Regions from separate parts of the Mus musculus genome. Here regions 2 and 3 are each linked to region 1. A link is a contact called in public ChIA-PET and HiChIP or PLAC-seq data. All regions are on one chromosome and are shown on one strand. The core of a region is the stretch at or near the end of the contact, and the rest is flanking DNA. Distances in the headings are between cores, read along the strand shown. Region 1 overlaps Nsd3 (nuclear receptor binding SET domain protein 3). Region 2 holds the start of Thap1 (THAP domain containing, apoptosis associated protein 1). Region 3 overlaps Tacc1 (transforming, acidic coiled-coil containing protein 1).

What was found. ChIA-PET counts read pairs in DNA pulled down with a chosen protein or histone mark. HiChIP or PLAC-seq counts read pairs in DNA pulled down with a chosen protein or histone mark.
Region 2: a contact with region 1 is called in an RNA polymerase II ChIA-PET map of memory CD8 T cells, with 16 read pairs. The contact joins the promoter of Thap1 here to the enhancer-like site in region 1. A contact is called at or near these places in 5 of 39 promoter capture datasets (embryonic stem cells, hippocampal neurons, liver and 2 more), 7 of 115 datasets of contacts at active chromatin or transcription factors (craniofacial prominence, effector CD8 T cells, embryonic stem cells and 2 more) and 2 of 9 other capture datasets (liver and pancreatic islet).
Region 3: a contact with region 1 is called in an HNF4G HiChIP or PLAC-seq map of pancreatic cancer cells. The contact joins two enhancer-like sites. A contact is called at or near these places in 1 of 115 datasets of contacts at active chromatin or transcription factors (pancreatic cancer cells) and 2 of 9 other capture datasets (adipose tissue and embryonic stem cells).

Annotation. Positions count from the first base shown.
Region 1 is chr8:25,651,590-25,656,225 of GRCm38.p6, forward strand. All of the region lies in intron 3 of Nsd3 (nuclear receptor binding SET domain protein 3), which reads left to right. Among named protein-coding and RNA genes, the nearest start is that of Nsd3, 13 kb to the left of the region's middle. Within about 2 kb of position 2,517, at least 96 of the 459 cell types and tissues checked have an H3K27ac peak or open chromatin away from gene starts, as enhancers often do. A contact at or near this core is called in effector CD8 T cells, memory CD8 T cells and pancreatic cancer cells, where this site is marked.
Region 2 is chr8:26,155,459-26,160,094 of GRCm38.p6, forward strand. It overlaps Thap1 (THAP domain containing, apoptosis associated protein 1), which reads left to right and starts at 2,711. Exons shown (of 3, transcript NM_199042.2): 1 at 2,711-3,063. The coding sequence starts at 2,993.
Region 3 is chr8:25,152,581-25,157,216 of GRCm38.p6, forward strand. Tacc1 (transforming, acidic coiled-coil containing protein 1) reads right to left here. Exons shown (of 13, transcript NM_177089.5): 13 at 1,972-4,636. Among named protein-coding and RNA genes, the nearest start is that of Mir8108, 4.3 kb to the right of the region's middle. Within about 2 kb of position 2,836, at least 12 of the 459 cell types and tissues checked have an H3K27ac peak or open chromatin away from gene starts, as enhancers often do. A contact at or near this core is called in pancreatic cancer cells, where this site is marked.

The DNA.
Region 1 (4,636 bases), core at 1,267-3,766:
AGTGCTGGGATTAAAGGCGTGCTTCCTTATCTTAAAGACACTAATTTACTGGCTTTCATACTTCACTTAAAAATGAAAGCATATTAGTAAGTGATTAGATATTTTATATGAGTTTAATGTATAGACTAAGCCTTTTTTGAGCTCTCCTGTGTTTTGTTTTATTTTGTTTTGATACATTCTGTAGAGTCTGGGCCATCCCCTTCTGCTTCATGATTCTGAGCTCAGGGCTTACAGACTGACTTCACCGTGCCTCACTCAGGTGAACACAAGTTCACTATGGATTCCTATGCGAGTCATTTTCACTGAAACAAGGACTTTTCATCATATTAAATTTCACACGGTGATTGTATTAACTTTCACTCAGTGCTTTTATTCTCTTCTGACTCATTCATGACTGTAAATATACCTGGAAAGTTTTTGAGAGGACAGACATATGCCTTGGATCTAGCAATAATAGATAACTGTGCCTTAGGAGTGTTACAAGCTAAGCAGAGCTATATCTATGTGTGCTTTGTCCAAGCATGATATATTCCTAAGAATCTCCCACCTGGAAGTGATTGCTAAGTTCAAAGACAGTTTGGCTTATAATTTATTTCTGAGTACCTGCTTTGTGAACACATCTTTATCATCTGTTGACTTCTTCATTATCTGTGACAATTTTTTTCTCTTTTCTTTCGACATTAAATTTCCTTTTTGATACCTGTGCATTATTAATGAGAAGAAAAAAGTATCTAGAGGTCAGATTTGTGGGGTTTGCCCTACTGGTGACACTGGCTATAGCTAAGAATCTGCCAAAGTATAGTAGTAAGTATTGTTTACTTTCTTCTTGGCACCATGTGCTGATTAAAGGCTGGGAGAGTAGATGTGGGGCAGGAATGAAGAAACTCAAAGTTGTTTTGCAAGGTACTGTATTAGATGGTTGTATTATGTATTTCTTAATTTTTTTTAAAAGCACTTTCATGTAACCTAGGCTGCCCTCAAAGTTGCTATGAAGCTGAGGATGATGTAAAATTTCTGATTCTCCTGCCTCTACCCTCTGCTGGAGTTATAGCGTGCACCACCATACCTGCTTAATGGGTGCTGGGAATGGACCCAGGTCCTCTGCGAGTAAGGCAAGCACAGCTGAGCTACCTCTGCAGCCTACCTAGTGAATATTTCCTTCTGTGATGCTTAAAGCAGCTATCCATGGGGTGGATCCTGTGTCTCAGCAAAGTAGTCTGAAAACCACGTTCTAATCCTTGCTCTACAGCCAGCTGCGCCCCTGCAGTCATAACTCAGAGCAGTACATGTGGGAAAAGGGGTTAGGTCAGCCTTGTGCTGGAACTTCCATAGCTCTGTTCATGGAGAATGGGCAGGCGTTGTCAAAGAAGTCTAAATCAATTCCTGAACTAAAACAGTTCCTGTCCATCTATATCGAGGGCTTAAGAGCTTTCAAAGTGATACCACCCGAGAGTCATGGCTCTCCTCTTCTCTCCTCACAAGACAGCAATCTCTTGAGATTAAGGAGTTGTTTTTACAAATTTCTTTTTAAACTTTCTTTCTTGTATGTGTGCATGGGGAGGGAGAGGCGTGCACAAGCCTGTGGGTGCCCTGGAGGCTTAGATCCCCTGAGCTGAAGTTACAGCCGAGTCCTGAACTTCCTGAGGTGCACTGGGTGGGAACTGAGCTCATCCTCTGAAGGCATTTGCAGTCTTCACTGCTTGAGTCATTAATTCATCCACTAATCAGATGACTTCATCGAGGCCAGTTTTTATTTTAGTGCTAGAAAATTTGTTTATATTACTCTTAGTAATTTGAGAATCTAGAATTGAAAAATCATTCATGTTTTGATTAAAAGCATGAATTGTATTTTGTCATAAAGCTTGAGGTGGGCTAGAGAGATGGCTCAGTGGTTATGAGCAATGCCCACTCTTCCAGAGGACCTGGGTTCAATTCCCAGCACCTACACACAATCTTTAACTCCAGTTTCAGGATCTGATGTTCTCTTCAGGCTTTCTTGAGCACCAGGCACTGATGCATAGATACACATATGTGCAGACAAAACACCCGCACACCATATTCAGAAAATAAACATTTTTGAGGTAATTATTTTTCTCTGCATATTTGTAATTAATAGACATGTAAATGAAGATTTTCTTTTTCCTGGGGAGGGTTGGTGTTTTGTTTTGTTGTTGTTGTTGTTGTTGTTGTTTTGTCACTGTGTTGCCCAGGATGATCTGGGACTTGGAGCCTTTGGGCTTCTGAGTACTGTGTCACGTAGCATGGATGTTTACTCTGTGAGTGTGTAGGTGTGTTCACCTGTGCACACACACTGACCTGGAGGAGGGTGCTGGGTGTCTCATTGTATATCACTGTCTACTTTATCATTCCCTTTGCATCTGGATTTCCTACTGAATCTGCAGTTTAGCTGATGGCCAGAAAACCCAGCTGTCGTCCTGCCTCCATTTTACAGCACTGGCTTACAGGCAGACGTATGAGGTCATGCCTGGATTCTCACCCTGGTGCTGAGGATATGACTCACATCCTCATGCCTGTACATCAAGTGTGCTTATCTGCTCAGCCATCTTCTCTTTTCTCAGCCTCATGCCTCATGCGTGCTTCTCTCCCCCCCCTCCCTCCCCTTCTTCTCTTCTCTGTGACAGGGTCTCATCATGCAGACTTGACTGGCCTTGAACTTGAAGAGATCTGCCTGCCTCTGCTTCCTGAGTGTGGAATAAAGCATGTGCCACCTGCCAGCATGCCCACGTTGCCTTTTCACACCAACAATATTTTTAAAGTTTTCAAAAGTACATAGTTTTTTAAAAGCATGGGTGTTTTGCCTGCAGGTGTGTATGTGCCCCATCTGTGTGCGTGGTGCCTGGGGTGCAGGAAGAGTATTGCATCCTTGGAGTAGAGTTGGTTGTGAGCCTCTGTGTGGGTGCTGAAAAAAGCCTGGTCTTTTTGTATATCACTGATATACAAATATAACACTGCAAGAGCAATGTGCTCTTTAGTGCTTTGCCTTCTTTATAGCCCCTACTTTAAAGACTTTCTTTGACTCTGAAGTCTTACTCAGTGAGTCTCTGGGTGTAAGAGAAGGTTGGGGCATCTTGAGTCGTGGCTTGTGCTGGTGCCACAGCATGCACTGGGGCACTGGACACTTGATTGTGGAGTCGTAGAACTGCTTGACATCTGGCCAGCGGCACTTGCCTGCTGCAGTCTCTTCCGCTTTAACTCTGGATGGAGCGAGCACAGATATGGTGCTGGGCAACCATGTCTTGGTAGCACTATGTGAAGGTACCAGCAGTGGTCAGGTCCCAATACTCTCTGTACATGCTGTCTGTACCACTGCACGAGTATATGCTGTGCTGACTTCCCAAACACCCGCCCACAGAGCACTGCCTACCCCTAACTAAACCATCTTCTTTAGCTGTGACACAAAGTACCAGAAGTGGGATTCGGTCACATGGCTGGGTACAAAGAAGGGCATCCAGGACAGTGGTGGCATGTGGCACGTCGGGATGGGCAAGCAGCACCCTACCCTGCACCCCAAAGTGTGCCCAAGGCCCTCATGGCAGTCAGTCCTCATAACCCCCACTCATAAAAGGATTTTTGTTTTTGTTTTTGTTTTTGTTTTTCGAGGTTTTCTCTGTGTAGCTCTGGCTGTCCTGGAACTCACTTTGTAGACCAGGCTGGCCTCGAACTTAGAAATCCCCCTGCCTCTGCCTCCTAAGTGCTGGGATTAAAGGCGTGTGCCACCACCGCCTGGCACAAAAGGATTTTTAACAGACTTAATTCTGGTTGTGGGTATGTGCATCTGAGAGTCTCTGGAGCTAGAGGTAGAGGAAGTTATGAGCTGCCTGATGTGGGTGCTGGTGCAGACTCTAGTTCCCTGGGGATCCCTCGATGCTCCCACCACTGAGCCATCTCTCTAGCCCTGCATTATTTCTCGGATATAAAATCATTTCTTCTAAAATACAGCTTTTGACAGAAAGCTTAGAAAGTTGAGTCAGCTATTCAGAGACACACGTTTGCTTCTTTAGTTTTCATGTCTTCAGGATTTATTTTATTTTGTTTTTACTTTTGCTTTTTAGACTGTGGGTGAGAACAACTGAGGATTGAACCCTGGGCCCCTGTAAGTGTTCTAACAGGGAGCTATACCCCCAGGCTTTTAAAAAATTGTTTATTTGTAAATGACTTACTTATGTTGATGTGTATGAGTATGTGCCTGCATATATTAATATGTGTGCACATATGTGTGCCTGGTGCCCGTGAAGTCCAGAAAAGGTTGTCAGATTCCCTCGAACTGGAGTTAGTTGTGAGCTGGTGTGTTGGGTTCTCTGCAAATGCTCTTAACCACAAGTCATTTCTCTAGCCTCTTATTTTTTATTTTGAAACCAATTCTCACTAAACTTCCAAAGCTGGCCTCAAATTCTTAACCTTTCTATTCTGCCTCCAGAGCTAGGATTACAGGCGTACTCGTAATCTTTTTTTTGTTTTAAAGATTTATTTATGTTATTTATGAGTACACTGTCGCTGTCTTCAGACACACCAGAAGAGGGCATCAGATCCCATTACAGATGGTTGGGAGCCACCATGCGGTTGCTGGGAATTGAACTCAGGACCTCTGGAAGAGCAGTCATTGCTCTTAACGGCT
Region 2 (4,636 bases), core at 1,461-3,960, 500 kb after region 1:
AAATAACATGCTAGCCCATATGGGGGCATAATATAGGAAAATGAACTAATGAACGAGATAAATGATCACTTACCGCCCACGTTACACCTCACATCCCTACTCCCATCTCAACACAGCAGAATTTATTTTTTCGATAGGTTTTGACTTTGTATACCTTGGTTGGCTAGAACTCACTATGACCAGGTAGTCCTCAGACTCAGCACAATTCTTGCCCTTCCTTTGTGAAGGCTGAGATTACAAGAGTGTGCTACCAAGCCTGAACTTGAAGTGTATTTAAACCTGCATCACCCTTCTGCTTCAAAGCTGACTGTGGAGACAGGTTGTTGCTCAGCACAAGAACCTCAGCATGGTAAACCAGCAGCTTACATCAGCCTGCAGAACCCCTTAGGCTCTTATCCTCTAACCTCTCCTCTTACTTGTCCCCCAAGCCACTGCACTCAGCAACTCCAACACACTTCTGCTTCTCCTTGAACAGGCTGGATCCCCAGGCCTCGGGAGGTGGGCTTCCCGTGCCTCATGGCACCAGGTACAGAAGATGTCCTCACAGCTAATTTGAAATCTTTCAGTAGTTGCTTCCTCTAGTAGGCCAGTCCTAGCCTCATCTTTAATAACTGCAACCTCCTCCAGCATTTTTCGAATTTCTGTGTGACTCTCCTTCTTCTCACTACAGAACACTAGCTTAGTAAAATAACTAGTAAGGCAGACTACTATACCACCCATCTTCACTATATAGCCCCTCAGAAGTACAGAACAGGTTTTCAATAAATAACAAGCCATATGATGTGTTCAGAGTTTAAGGTAACTACATAAATTATTTTTGGGGTACCATCTGTTAACCATATCATGATTTTTTTTTTCTTTGCAGTGGACTAAAGTAGAGAACCTAGTATCAATACCCTATAAAATGTTAATAAACCACTCTTCTGGTGTTCCTAATATATAGCTACTTCTCTGAAACGAATTTAGGTACAGTTTCTAGGTCCATTTAATTCAATGTCTCCTAATTTGTGACAACCAGAGCTGCTGAGGCTACCAGGTTCAGTAAGATGCTGCCAGCCTCCCCAGCACCCCAGTCAGATGAGACAGAGATGTTACAGCACACAATTACAGACATAAGTACACAACTTCACCAAAACAAAAAGGTATAAGGCAAACCTGACAGAAAAAAACACACAAGATACATCTTAAGGAAAGATGAAGCAGTCAGGGGACGGGCATCCCAGGCCAAGCAAAGCTGCCTATCTGAGCAGTTACAGGAGTGTAAGGACAAGCAGGGGAAGATGGTACAAACACAGGAGTACCTGCTGCTTATGCTGCCATCATCAGCAATTTGGACTTTATTCACTACAGAGGTATCCTGGGATGTCTAAGCTTTATAAACAAGGGGCTGGCAGTGTTTTTATGAGGGACAGAGAGAAAGCTGAAGACTAGGACTGACAAAAAGTTGAGACTGTGAGTACTTGAATTCAAGGATGGTGGTGAGAGAATAACCTCTCTATTCTATGAGGTTAACCTAAGTCTCGAGGAAGGGGTCCTAGGAGCAGCTGATAAGAGCACTTAGCATCAAGACTAATGATCCGAGTTAGGTCCCAGAGCCCACAAGGTGGAAGGAGAGAACCCACTCCCACAAACTGTCCTCTGACCCACAACATGTGTGCCTGGTGCCCAGCTGCCTGGAGTTATAGATGGTTGTGAACTGCCTTGTGGGTGCTGGGAATCGAACCCGGGTCACCTGCAAGAGCAACAAGTGTTCTTTTCTGCTGAATTAAAGCCTAGTTTTTTTGTTTTATCTCAGTGACACCAGGATTTCAGATTTAAGTAGTTGGCGAATGTATTAAACCATATACCTGATAACTCTGAAGGCAAGTCCATGTGTGCTCAAGTAAAACGAGCTAGGAAAAGATGGTATGTGGGTTCAATAGTCAAAGTTCTAGAGATGGTAGCCACTAAATAGATCCTTAAGAGAAGCAATATTTAAGGGTACAGAAAATAGTTTATAAGGGAGAGAATGCGCCACACACTCCAAACTACAGAGGGTCAAGCCTGTAACACTTGTCTTCAGCTTGAAAAATCGCTGCGCCTACACAAAGGTAACAACGTTCAGAAGTGCACTGTAGGGATGGAAAGATGGCTCTGCAGTTGAGAGCACTGACTGCTCTTACATAGGTCCTGAGTTCAATTCCCAGCAACCACATGGTGGCTCACAACCATCTGCAGTGAGATCTGATGCCCTCTTCTGGTGTGTCTGAAGACAGCGACAGTGTACTCACATACATTTAAAAAAAAAAAAAAAGGTCTTCCTTCCCAGCTTAGAGGAAATGAAATGCGCGTTTGTCCTCGTTGTCTAGTTAGACGGTCACCTGGATTCTGAACGTGGACCACAGGTTTGTACAATCCACGCATCTGCTGGTTCCCCCCCCTTTAAAAAAAAACTGCGTATGGCCAGGGACGAGCTCTTCCACGTTCTCCTGCAGGCTTTCGGACCCAACAGGCCGTTCTTTATCAAGCTGCAGCAGAAAACGCCGGACAAATTAACGACAGTCACCACTACGAGAACGACTGCAGTCAGGATCCCAAACAAACGCGCTCTCTTCCGGCCAAGGCGCAGAGGGCCCACCCACTTCCGCACTGCTGACCACGCCCCACAGGCGCGCCTCGCCCCAGCCAATGGTCAGCTTCCCTGGGAACGTTACCTTCAGCCAATCAGAGACGGCGAGCCGAGTCCTCGCGAGAGGTGAGGCTGAAGCTGCCTCCGCCATCTTGAAGATGGGAGACGGGCGACAGCTGTGGTCCTTCTGCTAAAGCAAACCCCACAACGGACAGGGTAGTCACTCCCCCACCCCAACCCCCACCCCACGGCGAGGTGATCGTCCCCGTAACTGCTGACCGACGCCACCGAGAGCGGCGAGCGTTATCAAGGCCGAGCGCGGCGACCCCGACGGCCCCCTTCGCCTGCCTCCCGGGCCGAAGGGAAGTGTGGAGGGCCAGAAGGATGGTGCAGTCCTGCTCCGCCTACGGCTGCAAGAACCGCTACGACAAGGACAAGCCCGTCTCCTTCCACAAGTAGGTAACTGGCGTGCTCCGCGGCCGCGGCGACAGGGGCGCGCGGGCGGGTGGGGGCGGAGCCCGGCGCGTGGCCGCGCGAGACCTGGAGGAGGCGGGGCGGGCGCTCGGGCGCTCAGGGCGGCGGACGGGCCGGGCCGGCGGGGGCGGGGACCCACGGGGGCGCGTCCCCGTGGCTGCGCGCCCCCGCTGCGCATCCCGGGCGCGCGGCGTCTCCGTTGGTCTTGGCCTCCGCTGGGGGCTGAGACCGCGCGCCTTCGCGCTCGCGGAGGGTTTCCGGCGGGCGGGCAAGCGAGCGAGCGACGCCCAGAAGCCTCTCGCAGCCCTGCGTACCTCTTCGTCCCAAGCCGCGGCGTGGCCGTGGCACATAGGGAGGAAGTCGAGCTGGGAACGCACAGGGGGAGGAGGACAGGTTTCGGACCTCACTGTGGATGCCGGGAAGGAAGCAGGGCAGCTGACCGGGATGCCAGGGAGGACTCTTAAGTCCTAGCGTCAAAGAACCAACCTTTAGCATCCATGGGCTTTAGAGGAGGCTCTTGGTATTGTCGAGATGAACCCCTGTCTTTCAACACACAGGAAGAACGAGACGATAGCACACACTTGACTCTGTTGCCGTGGTGAAGGTTAATGTGAGCGAATACCAGCTTTACCCCCACAGCCGTCAGGGCTCGTTCTTGTAGTGGGTGCAGCAATCAAGAAGCCAGGGTGAAAAATACTCTGGAGAGATGGCTCAGCGGTTGAGAGCACTGACTGCTCCTCCAGAGGTCCTGAGTTCAATTCCCAGCAACCACATGGTGGCTCACAACCATCCGTAATGAGAAATGACGCCTTCTTCTGATGTGTCTGAAGACAGCTACAGTGTACTTATATATAATAAATAAATCTTTTTAAAGAGAAAAATAAAAATACTCTCTTGAAAGAAGAAAGTCATAGAATTAGCGTTACTGATGGTGTTTGTTAATGCTAACAGTCCACAAAATGTGACAATTTTTAGGCAGGTAAATTTGTTGTTACAAGTTTTATGTTAGGTTTTGGAGGAATTCCTGACTGTATGCAGATGATAGCTAAGAAATCAGATCCACTGGTAAATTATGCAAGTTATCCATAGCAAAACGATTACAGAAACAAATTTCACAATGGTCTCTCAGATTTTGAGGGGTCAGTAGTGTTCATGTTTAATAATGTTTGCAAGAAAGTAAGACTTGTGTGCTGTTTTCTCTGGGGAATAGGCTAGAATATAGCCTAAACTATGACTTGGTTTTTTGAAATTTCATACATCCTCAGAATGTAGGACTAGATGAGGGAATGGTGACAGGGACGTGCATTCGACTTGCCGCCTCCCTTTCCTATGCTTTATTAAGATGGCCCAGGGAACCTTCAAGTATGCAGACTAGTTAAAAATGGCACACATCAAAAAGACCGTTTCAACTGCTGGGTGTTGGAAAATAAGAACAAGGGCTAACATGAGTCTTAAGCCTTATGTAAGAACAGTAAGTGGCCAAGATCTTGCTTGACAGTTCTGTGCCCCCGTCCTAGGAGACGAGACACTAGGACTTATAAGAAGTTGCCACCA
Region 3 (4,636 bases), core at 1,586-4,085, 500 kb before region 1:
CAGTGGCTCACAAGCACCTGTAACCAACACTCTCTTCTGGCTTCCAGGGGGCACCTGGCACACAGATGACAGACAGACAGACAGACACAGACACAAAACAACCTGGCTGACTCACTGTTCTATTGCTGAGACACCATGACCAAGACAACTCTTATAAGAGAAGCCATTTAGTTGAAGGCTTGTTCAGCATTTCAGAGGTTCAGTCCATTATCATGGAGGGAAGCATGGTGGTGACAGGCAGGCAGGCAGAGGTACTGCAGCACTGACCGAGAGCTTTACGCTCTGATCTCCAGGCACAAAGACCCTAGCTTGGCAGGGCCTTTTGAAACATCAAAGCCCACCTCCAGCGACACATTTCCTCAACAGGGCCACACCCACCTCTTAACCCTTCTAATCCTTTCAAATAGTTCCAGTCCCGGGTGACTTAAGCATTCAAATATTTGAGCCTATGGTGGTCATTCTTCTCACCACCACCACCACCACCTATCCCATGAGACAGGGTTTCTCTGTGTAGTCCTGGCTGTCCTGGAACTCACTCTGTAGACCAGGCTGGCCTTGAACTCAGAAATCCACCTGCCTCTGCCTTCCAAGTGCTGGGACTAAAGGCGTGCGACACTGCTGCCCAGCTATGGTGGTCATTCTTATTGAAACCACCACACACTCATGCACATAAAATAAGCAAAAACTTAAGACAGTACAGAGCATGATATCTAGCCTAGACTTGGAACTGGGTCTGGGATCGAAAGCCAGACTCTTCTGTCACCGTAATATGGGCTAGCAACGTCATGCTTCTGGACCATGTAAGCCAAAGGGAACATGCGCTTCCGGTGTGGCCGCTTTTAGTACACACATCTCAGGTGGGGTTTGTGATTTTAAGAGAAATTAGATAGAGCCTGTAATCCAACATGCAGGAGGCAGGATCACAGCTTCCAGGATGGTCGCAAGGAGTATCTTGCCTCATAGGCAATGCTTCTAAAAGAGAGTCTTGGGAACTCAAGAATCTCAGCTCCCTGCTAGTATTCTCTACCTAAACGAGGGGCCTATGTGCTCTCCCCAACCAAGGCTAAACTGTTGCCTCATCCTTCCATGCCAAAGACTTCTATCAGGCAAAGGGGCCTTCCTTTGAGACAGAGTTTCTCCATGTAGCCCTGAGTGTCCTTGAGCTTTGTATGTAGACCAGGCTGGGCTCAAACTCACGGAGATCCACCCGCTTCTAACTCCCAAGTGCTGGGACTGAAAGAGTGCACCACCACCATGCCTGGCTCCTACTTTTGACTAAAACAAAAAAAACAAGATGGTTTATCTAAGGCGGCAAATTTTCATCTTATCTCCCCAATAATGCTAAGAAAATGAGACCTGTTGTAGCTAGCATTTCCTCTACAGCCAGAACACACTGGTGAGAAGGACAAAGTGCCCTGCACTGCCCCAAAACCAGAACCACCACAGGCTGGCGAGTAGTATGCAGAGCCTCAAAATAAGCAGGGAAGGGAGTTCCTGATTCCTCTGCTATCCGCTCTTCTCTTCCAGTTTTACCCTGGCCCACCCCTAGATGGAGAGCCCGCCCAACTAGTGTGTGTAAAGTCCTTACTCAGACCTAGGAAACGCATGAAGCACCAGCTACTTTCTACCCAGCTCCTGCTCACCTGGGCCCTTCCGAAAGTTGGAGAGCTTGGAGCAGCTTTGCTTCTGCGGGTTTGAACAAAACGCCAGGGTGGACCGACTTCTGGCGAGACCACAGAGCACTCAGCAAAAGTTGTGTTGCACAGATGCCGTCATGGTGGTTTCTACAGCCGAGGTCGGAATTCCAGAGTTTGTTTTATTTTCAATTACATGCCCAATGAAATGCATGAAGCCCCGGAGAACGAGAGCAAGGAAATGCCACGCTTTCTGTATTCAGACAGAAATCCGGAGGCTTCAGTAAACAGTCATGGGTAAGAAAACTGACGGCCAGGGAAGACAACACACCCCGGATGCAACAGTGGTAAACGGTTTTTATTCAGGCAATGAAACATGGAAAAAATATATTAGTAATTATCATAATAATTTCTTTTGTGTGAGTATAACTTTTACAAATATTTACCTGACATATAAAAAGGGAAATTACTATGTGTATAAAATCTATGAGGATGATTGCTCCACACAACACCGTCCTGACAGCAGGAGTCAAGGCAGTGTGTGCCTCCCTCCACCTCCACCCCAGTGAGGGTCTCCTCACGCACTCCAGGGCACGAGGAGGCAGGGGAGGGGCTGGGGTTGTTGGGACACAGTGGGAGCAAATGTGCAATAAACACTTGGCACGTTAGTACAGTGGGTATGTATTGGCAAACACAGACTCGCTAACAGCAGGACTGGAAAGCTGACCGATGCCTTGGAGACTTAACAGGGTGCCTGAATCCTGTCCCAAGGACTGCAAGGGTCAAAGCCAAGGCTGCGGGTGTGACCGTCACACTGCCCTGTATCTGGTCTGGATGTGGTTTCAGAGTTCAGATTTCTATGTGTCCATTTGAAAGATTACAAATAGTAGAATCAGTTACTATTAACTGAGGGTGGGAAGCATTTTTGCTGGGCCTTCTCAGAAACTACGAGAAGGCAGGGGCCTAAGAGAGGCATCCTGACAGTTGGTATTGAAGACACCATACAGGGAAGGTTCAGGCCAGACCTCAGCCCCACACTTGGCGGCCTCTGAGTGGTGAAAACATCACACAGCCTACCTGAGGCCAACATGGCAGCAGCATCTCCAAACTAGAACTATAACTGGGGTGTGTGTGTGTTTACATAAAGCTGGAACCGCGGCGCAATTAAGAGAGTCATTCCTCAGGAATCTTATTTGTCCAAATCTAACTGCATGCGGAGAGGCACGGACAGGGGGGCTGCATTCAGATGGAAACTACGAGAAGTGCAGTCTATGCAGTGCCAAGTGCTTGCCTTACTCTGTTCTAGCAGAAGGCCTATGGAGAGGCACTGGCTCTATATGCAGTTCCCTTTTCTCTCCACACAGGAAGGACTTAGTAGTAAATTTTTCTTTTTTTTTCCCCCAGAACTGGGGGGTGGGGGGGTGGAGGATGACATCCAGGGACGTGTGCATGCTGAGCAAGTGTGTCACCAACTGAGCTACATCCCCAGCCCTGTTAAATTGCTTAAAAAAAAATCGTAACCTGGAGGCCAGTCAAACCTTTCCTGGACATCAGGAAATAAATTCATTATTAAAACTTTTTGAAAGGTGATTTCTTCAACCTTTGGCTTGGTGTTCTGGGACTCCCAGACCCTATCTGTTCATTAGTAAGTAAATAGTAATCTGTTACCTTTAAAATTCTCTATAATAGATACATCTTTAAATTCCTTGCCTAAATCATTTACTCTTTCAACATCTATATTCTCTCTTCCCAAGAAGACTTTAAAAAAAAAACAAACAAACAAAACCTGAGAGGGAGCTTAGAGGGCCACAGTCCTACAGAGACACAGCAGGAACAGCTGAGCAGAGAGATCATCTGAAATGGAGCCCCGGGGAATTGGGAAGGGGGCTTCAGAAGGGCCACGCCACTTTCAATTCAGCATGCCCTGAACTTAGGCCACAGATCCTAAAGAGACTGTGAGCCGCAGAGTGCCCTTTCTAGCCTGCGCCATCTTTGCTGAAAGGGAAGTCTTTGGCCTGCCATGCTCAGCCCAGGGCTGCCCAGTGAGCGAGCGATTGAGCAAGCTTTTGTACACAGGCATGTCTGCAGGGGGAACAGGGCCACTGGCTGGAAAGGAAGTTTAGCGTTAAGCTATAACCCTGAAATCAGGGATTTCATCCCATCCACTCTGGGCCTCCCAGCCCTGTGCTTCAGGACTTCCTAATTTGGTCTGTTTCTCAAGATGCCTGAATCCACATTAGAGCTTCAGAGAATATGAAGTGTAGGGGAATTCCCGGTCTCCAAACAGAGCGAGCACTGCTTTCCGACCCACCGTAAGCTGGGTCAGTCTGTAATGCTGACGGACAGGTTAAGAATTGCCTGTACTTTGGCAAAGCAGAACTGAAGAAACGGTTCTCAATGAGATCGTCTAATATCCCACAAGCCACTGTGAGCCTTTCTCCTGTGTTTTATATCTTGTTTGACAGTGCTGGGGATTGGCAACAGTGCCTGGCACATGGTCGGCAAACGCTACCACCAGACACAGCTTTCAAGTCTTTGAAAACAAGGGCCCCACGGTATAGCCCAGTCGAGGCCTGAACTTTTAGTCCCTGCCTCTGCCTCCAGGGTGCTAGGGTTATAGGCATGTGCCACCATGCCTGGTCCCCCCTTCTAATCACCTAACAAAGAAGCTTTTGGCCCCTAGCGTGTGTTGAAGACGACTTTATATTTTTTACTCTCCAGGGTGCTAAAAAGCTTTTTAGGGCTTATATAATTAAAACAAAATAAATAAATAGACTTTACTCTGCCTAGTATATTTTCTTAATTTGCCAGTTGTGCAAGCTACATTCTTATTCTTGGCGGAGGATCTTCGAAAGCTGGACGTTGTGAACATTTTCCTGGTAATGGTGATGACTAAGAGGCCACTGGCAAACACTGCTTAGAGGGCTAGTTCATGTCCCCTGTACGGCAGCTTCATTTAGCAGGGCCTGTTATTCAAGGCCCGTCTGCCAGTGTGCAGGGAG